Regions from separate parts of the Rattus norvegicus genome. Here region 1 is linked to region 2. The links are chromatin contacts, called in public Hi-C maps. All regions are on one chromosome and are shown on one strand. The core of a region is the stretch at or near the end of the contact, and the rest is flanking DNA. Distances in the headings are between cores, read along the strand shown. Region 1 has its middle 180 kb from the start of Trib1. Region 2 has its middle 33 kb from the start of Trib1.

Region 1 (4,078 bases), core at 453-2,952, 140 kb after region 2:
AGAGCTTCACTCTTTGCCTGGGCGCTGGCTTCAGTGCTGCTAAGAGAGAACTCTAGCTCTGCCCTATGGAGTCATCAAGGCCAATTCAGTTGGGTCCTAGAACACCGGAGCGTGTGGTTCCTGATGGCCTGCATCCTGGGACCACAGACATGCATTTAATATAGCTTATACCTATACAATCATATAGATTATTGTATATGCACATACACACAATTTTTATCATGCAGAGTCTATATTTTCAAAGTCTCCCGTGTGCTAATGTTTGCATGCGGTCCCCAGGAAGGTTCTTAAAGAACTTTCTTAGCCATTCGTGGTTGTGGTGTGAAATTTGGACTAGCTTAACACCTATGCTCCTGAGGATGTAGACCAAACCAACGTCCATGCTTCTCACTTTAGTTCATACTGTAAAATGTTCTGTGAGACATTTAGTTCCATGGTTTGGCCATTTTTGTGCTTTCTTTTGGGGGTGAGGTGCTCCCCATAAATGTTGTCTGATGTTCCTAATTAAGAGGGGGCTTCTATTCACTTGAACAGTGAATGTGCCGCTTAGATAAACTTCCTACAGCCTGAGATAGTGCTGTTGCCTGTGAAATTGGTGTGCATGTATCGAGTTTATTAAATAAGATACTGTTCATAAAAACACGTCAAATAAGGATGTGTTTGGATGGTTGATGAAATGTTATGGCCAGAGGCTATGAAAAGCCTAACTCTCTGTTTCCCCTTGGAGCATGGTTTAATAATTAAAATATTCATGGCAGTTCAATGGAACATAACTACTACAAGGAATAATTGACTGCACTTGTATTTTTGACTGTGGGTCCTCGGATGCTCATAGATGTGTGGATATGTGTATTGGTGCATATTCTCTCTAAGCTGCCACTGAGTGTATAGCAAATACGGTTATCTAGTTAACTCGCACTTTCAAGAGCTGAGTGACCCTCCCAGTACAGGTAATCATTAGAAGCTTTCTTAGTTCTTAGTAATCGGGTAGCAATCTTCACTCAGTTTAGCCACCCCTCTGCTGCCTACATTTGAGCAAATGCCCTGAAGTTTTCCTTAGCTGCTGAGGACACACTTCAGTTTACAAACCCTCCCAAACTCTGTTTAAACACAAGTGTACAACCTGTAGAGCCTTATCTACTGTGGTGTCACAAGATGCGCTAAAAGTTTTAAATCAGAGAGGATGGCTCCTCTTTGCCTTATCTGTGATGTAGTTGACCATTTCCTGCATTTGATGGGTGAGTTTGGCTTTTGTGGTAGAGGCAGAGATGGTACACTGCTTAGCAGGGCTTCTTCAGGACCCCTTTGCGGGAACACCAGAAGTGAGATACTATAATGGCTGTGGGTGAGGAAGAGAGGAAGGACTGGGCTGAGGCAGGAGGCAAGCTCTGCTCTTTGCATCTGTGCTCTGGTTAGCATTCTCTCTGAGGTCATGCCAAGCCTCTGCAGTGTATTTCTGAGAAATGTACCAGGAGCCTGAAAGCCCCCTCAGACCTTTACTGGGTTAGGAGGGAGAAATAACCTCCCTGGTTGCCAAGGCGATGACCATACAGAGCCCAAGAGAGTGGCTTCTTTGACCCTGCTGGGGACAGGTGGTAGTGGAGTGGGGGAAGGGAGGATCTGGGTGTTCTATGGCTTCTGTCGCTGAGGGCAGACTCCTCCCAGGCCTTGGTTGGTCAGTGGAGCGAGAGGAAGCACCGAGGCTGAAGAAACCAGAGGTTGGCAGTCATCCCACATAAACACGCTCTGTCGCTATGAATTATTTCCACGGTCTGTGGAAGCTGGGCAGAATCTTTGACAGGCTCATTAATAAGGAACCCCGAGGATCTTGCTGTGGTGGCTCAGATTCCTTGGGGTTGGGGGTGCATGGAGGAGTGAGTGGGACATTCCTTTTTCCTCAGAGTGCCCCCCACCCCACCCAGATTAGAAATTTGGTGTGACCTTTCCTTCCCAGGAGCCTTTTAGAGCTCCAGTCTCCTCAGGAAGAGGCTCTGAGGATTGTGTTTCACACATGGTCTCTCTCAGTGTCCTGATAGAGCAGGTCAGCTTCCCAAGCTTCTCCATGGATACCCTGACTTCTGCCCCAGACCTCTGCATCACATGCCTTCTCTGTTTGAACTTTTTGTGAGCATCATTGGAAAAAGTCATGTGTCATGCTCTGAGCAGTTTCCACTCCCCAGGGAAGGCTAGGGGCTCATTCCTTGTGCTACCGTTGCTGTCTGCAATAACTTGTGACCTGCAACCTAGCCATTCCCCCGAGAGAGATTGCTTTTCTTCAAGCACAATGTAAGGATCATGGCAATTCGTTCGTTAAAAGCTTTGTGTTGGGACAAAGGCAAGCCCAGGTTCATGTAGGTAAGCCTGGAGCTGGTGAATCACATGACAGAAGCCTGCTCTTTATGACTTTTTTTTATACTGTGGCTCTAATTTCCATACTGTTGAAACTGCTTTTTCTCTAGGACCCACTCTGACGAGACTGGTCCCTTGAGGTAAAGGACCCACGGTCCCTGTCCTTCTGTCTGTCTCTGCCACCCTAAATAAGTCTCCTCCGCTGACTTGGTTTCTTCATTTGCTGATGGTGGTGCTCAGCTCTCTGCTGAGATCAAGTGACCCAAACCTGAGAACACTTGGAATGTGAGTGCGGTGAATGGTGCACGATGATCTCTTGCCTTATTTTTCTAGAGGTTGAGTCTTCTTTACCCTGGATAGCTCTGTTCACCCTACTTAGCATCAGGATCTCTGGTTTGAACTCCAGCAATGCCTCCAGGGCCTCGCATCTGTTGAATACCGAGCAGGCAGCCAAGTGCCCAGAGGCACTCAGTACACGAAGAGTACTAAAAACCATTCCTTGACCGAGCTCGTTCATGCCATAGGAGCTGGATACGGGAAGGTGACAGCAATATATGCTTATGTAAGGTTAAAGTCCACAGAAGGCCTAGCAAAGGTCAGGGTGAGGGGAATGCAGCCTCTGCACGGTTCATTCAGTAGGGCAACAGCTGCCGTCTGGCTCTGGGAAACCAGGGGAGAATAAAGCACACATGGGTCCTTGAAGGGCCACAGTCGGTTGCACAACTTAGGGATTGACCTGACTGGGGCAACAGGGATTAAAGAAAAGCAGGCACGCAGACACAGACAGGAAAGCTGGGATCTGGTGGGTCAGGCGCTCTGCTAGAAAAGCACCAGCCGCAGCCCGGGAGCTCAGCAGTTTGTTTCACACACCCGGAGGAGGTGGGTTTGCTGTATACAGCTGGACAAGGGTGCAGCACGCAGTTGAAGGAGGTCTTGGTGGGGGTCTCTATGGGGAGCACTCTTAGGCTGTAAACATGTGGGAGGAGGAAGCTACCCTGGACATTTTCTGCCAGTATCCACGCATGGACCAGGGAAAGGCTTTGTCACTCCTGTGAGTTTGAGGCATTGGCGTCCTTGATGTGACCATTTTCCTGTCGCCAACAATCATTCACTCAGGACTTCATCTGTCCCCTGCAGCACCAGGCATATATGAGCAGAAGAGAGAGCCGAGTGGCACATCTTTCTGGAGCCATCCCCTCTTCCTTCATCATGGTGTCCCATTCATTCTCTTCCTGTGCTAACCACAACCTGGGGAAGGCCTGGGAGAAATGGAAGCCATCCTTCTTAAGTCCCCACCAGGTACCTGCAACTGACACGAAGCTTGCACATGGCCATTTTCATTCTGCTGACCGTGAAAGAGTCCTCAGGAGAACAGGGCACCTTTGCACAAGGCCACCAGCTGGAAACAGGACCCGGATGGCAGAGGCAGCCGCCTCCCCATATCCAAAGTGCTTTGAGGGAACTGGGATAAGCTGGGTAGGCAAGGAAGGAAACGGAGTCATTCACAACAAGCAGTACATTTCCTTAGATCCCGTCTGCTGTGCGTGTGCTCAGATGCTTGGGAGCTGAGGTTGCAGAAACTGGCTTCTTCCTGACTCAGAAGCACCCTCTTCAGGCCAGCAGAAGTGTTGCAAACAGGAACAAGTACCTGCCCTTTTGCTCTCTACTAGATCCGGGGAAAGGGACCCCCCCGGCCCCCACATCTTAAAATATCCCAGAGAGAGGCAGA
Region 2 (3,748 bases), core at 400-2,899:
AACATAGCCAGATGTGGTAGTGTGGGTCCTTCATCTGAGGAGAGGAAAACTGAAGTTGGAAGATCATCACAGGTTTAAGGCCAGGCTGGTCTACTTATGGAGTTCCAAGCCAGTCAGGAATGTATATAGTAAGAATTCGTCTCAAATATTCATTCAAAAATTAACAAATTATACAATTTCTGTATTTGGGTGAAATTCAAATAACGTAAAATCACTTCACCCTTTTTGAGATAGGGTCTCATGTAGCCCAGGCTGGCCCTGAACTCACTGTGTAGCTGAGGATGGGTCTTGAACTTCTGGTCTTCTTGCTTCCACCTCTCATACATTGAGATTACATGGTGTGACTTGCCATGCCAGATTTATCTAGTGTTGGTGACTGAACCCAGGACTTCATGCATGTTGGGCAAGCAATCTACTGCAGAACTCCATTCCCATTCCAGATCAATCATTTTAAAATAGATGAGGAAACTATGGTACAAAGTTAAGTAATCCACCCACGACTGTTCAGCCAGTAAGTAGCCGAACCACAATTCCTCATGGTGTGGCCCTGGGGCCTTGTTCTAGAAGTGTGAGACATGTAGCAGAGGAGGAAACAACTCTAGAGGGTGAGGAGAGGAGTGGAGGAGGGCTGTAGGGTTGCCCGCTGTCCCAGACTGAAAGCCCAATCTCCTGGCTATTTACTTCATGACTGGTCGCTCTTTCTCCATTTCAGTTTCCCTCTCCGCACTGAGTTTAGGGCCTACCTTGAGGACTTGTGGGAGGCTTGACTGACAGTTCTTGGAAACCTCAGAGTTCTATATGAGCACAACTATGGTGAGGTTCTCTAAGAACTTGACTGGTATCCCTGAGAGAGCTGGCACTCCATTGGGTGGATGGTGGGAACCACAGTCTTCCCGCTTGGCCTGCATAGCTGAAGGTCCCACCTGGAGGGCACCATGTCAAGCACGGACTTGAAGGAGCAAGGACTTTATAAAATCTGTCTTGGGCCTGCTAACCTACAGAATACATGTTGGGAAAAAGCTACAGCTCATAGGCTGGGGACAGAGCCTTGCACAGAACAGTTCTGTTGCCACTTCAGAAAACCACTGTCCCAGGCGAGGAGGAATAGAAGGCCAAGGATCCAGAGATGAGAGCGAAGGGGCTGCTGCTCTGTCAGAATGAGCTCCGATATCTCCCCAGGAGAACTCTAGCAGAAGGCTACTAATTCCTATCCAGGAAGTTTGTTCTTACAGCTTTCCATCTGGGATCAAATGAGACGTGATGTCATAGGATGAATTGTCAAAGAACAGCATAGTGACCCTCCCCCCTAGTGAGCTTGGGGTTGCGGGGGGGCAGGTGTGAATAGTTTTGTACACTGGAAAGAGCGAATGTGGGTGTGGTGTCTGCACGGCTCATCTCTGCTCTTCCCTCTCTGGCACAGCATTTCTGCTTTAGTCTTGTTTAAATCCCAACACTTCCCTTTCCAAATGATGAAGAATGTTCCAGAATGCCCCGTTAGCTCATGCGTGATTTATCAGGGCAGTTTCCTGGATTATGGCCTCATCTTCTCTCAGCAAATCCTGTTGAAACACACTTCTGTCAGCTGTAAACCCTGAATGTGGGAAAAGAGCTGACACACAGGCTCCATCTCCTGAGTAGCGCATTCCTGAGTGTTCACCAAGACCAGGAAGCCTCCGGCTGGAGAAGAGGTCACCCTGTGGGCAGGGACAGCCCTCAGCTGATTGGGACACGAAGGAGTCAGGATTGCCTCAGAAATCCCAACAACCTGTTCTGCCTGGGTTACCAATTCTCTTGCCAGTCTTGGGGGACCGACCTCCCTCTCCTACCCACTGACCAGTGACAACAGGCTGGATGTCTCTGGGATATTCCGGAACAGGACACAGCTGAGGTTTGACCCAGGCTGCATGGGTCTATGGACACTGGTGAACCGTGAACTGCGTGCCCTGGAGTGACCATCCTGTCCTCAAGCTGTGTAGAAACAGCCCGAGGCTCTTGGCTCCAGCCTTCTTCCTGCTGACTGAGACCTTGACCTCTTGCGGTGCCTCTGTGGAGCTGCAGCGCGGCTAGGAAATGAGTTAAGCCGGCATTTCCCATTCCAAGGCTGAGCCCACCCCCTTTTATCCAGCCTTCCCAGAGCAGCAAGGGCTATTTTTTCCTTTCCTTTTCTTTCTCCTCATCTTTGTAGCATTTCCTGGTTTTCCCAAGCTGAATGAGTCACTTCCTTCTCTAAGTTCCAATAATACTCAAAAGGTAACTTTTCTCTATGAGTGGATTTTATTTAATGAACACTGATTTTTTTTTCTTTTCTCTTTCTTAAGAATATGGAAGATGTGGATATTTCTTTTCCTCTTTTTTGCTTTGGCTTCTGGGAATCTTGGAGTTCAGTGTGTAGTTCCTCTTGATTAAGTGACTGCTGTGAGCCTTTTGAGTTAACTTTGACTCTGTTTTCATCTTTAGTCAAGCCTTCCTTTTCCTACTTTTGATTTTTACGGTATTCATGTTTATCTATCGACTTGTTCACTTCGAATGAATTATTTTCATTATCAGTTTTATTTCAACTGAAGGTTTTACTTACATTTTATTCACGTGTGTGTGTGTGTGTGTGTGTGTGTGTGTGTATACATGTAGAAGTCTGTGGGACCCCATTTTCTTCCTCCATTATATGGGCCCTGGGGACAAAACTCAGGCCACTGGATTTGGTAACAAGTATCTTTACTCACTGAGCCATCTTGCTGTCTCAGCATTATTTTTTATGATAGAACTTACAGAAATAAAATACATCCATGTCAAGCATACAGTCTGTGGTGACTAATCTTGATTTTCAACTTAACTGTGTCTAGAATCAATTAAAAGGTCAGATGCTAGGTGCTCCTGCGAGGGATTTTCTTCATCAGATTATTTGAAGTGGGAAGGTAGACCCTAAATGTGGGTGGCATCTTCTGGCTGCTGCACAGATAAGGAAACAGGGAAGAAGGACACTTGGCTTTATTTTATCTTATTATTTTTAAATTTTGGTATTTTTGAGACAGTGTCTCATTATATAGCACTGGTGGGCTTGGAACTCAGTGTAAACCAGACTGGCCTCGAACCCAGAAGAGACCCACCTGTCTCTGCCTTTCTAGCGTTAGGTTTCTGTCTAGTACTTTTGTCACGAGAATTGGGAGAGATAGTTTAGAGGTTTAGAGCATTCGCTGCATTTCCAGACTTTGTGGGTTCAATTCCTGGCACCCACGTGGCAGCTCACACCTATGTGAAATTCCAGTTCCTCTTCTAGACTCTGCAAGCACTAAGACTGCACACAGTACATAAACATGCGTGCGGGCGAAACACGACAGGCTTTAAAAATCTAATGACAGTCTTGACACATCCTCAGCCGTGCACTTTTCTCATTGTGCCTTTAAGAAGCAGTCGGGGGCTGGGGAGATGGCTCAGTGGTTAAGAGCACTGACTGTTCTTCCAGAGGACCAGAGTTCAATTCCCGGTACCCACATGGCAGCTCACAACTGTTACCAGAGGATCTGACATCCTTACACAGATGAATGCAGGCAAAAATACCAATGCACATTAAATAAATAAATAAAATAAGCAAGCAGACAAGCAGTTAGAATCCTGATTTTCAGGGCTCCATGCCCTGAAACTCTGTGACCGTATCTCTGTTCCTCAGCTAGTCATGTGTGTACCTAATCCCACATTTCCTGCCTTCAACTAGCCTCATGAGTTCATCTCACTGGTTTTGAGTTTTCTCCTT

The links. A called contact is a pair of places that touch in the nucleus more often than the background predicts.
Region 1: a Hi-C map of kidney shows a contact between it and region 2, with 3 times the contacts expected there. The contact joins two enhancer-like sites. A contact is called at or near these places in 3 of 12 Hi-C or Micro-C datasets (hepatocytes, kidney and liver).

The regions. Positions count from the first base shown.
Region 1 is chr7:93,269,594-93,273,671 of GRCr8, forward strand. No RefSeq gene overlaps it. Among named protein-coding and RNA genes, the nearest start is that of Trib1, 180 kb to the left of the region's middle. Within about 2 kb of position 1,703, at least 13 of the 93 cell types and tissues checked have an H3K27ac peak or open chromatin away from gene starts, as enhancers often do. A contact at or near this core is called in kidney, where this site is marked.
Region 2 is chr7:93,126,837-93,130,584 of GRCr8, forward strand. No RefSeq gene overlaps it. Among named protein-coding and RNA genes, the nearest start is that of Trib1, 33 kb to the left of the region's middle. Within about 2 kb of position 1,650, at least 21 of the 93 cell types and tissues checked have an H3K27ac peak or open chromatin away from gene starts, as enhancers often do. A contact at or near this core is called in kidney, where this site is marked.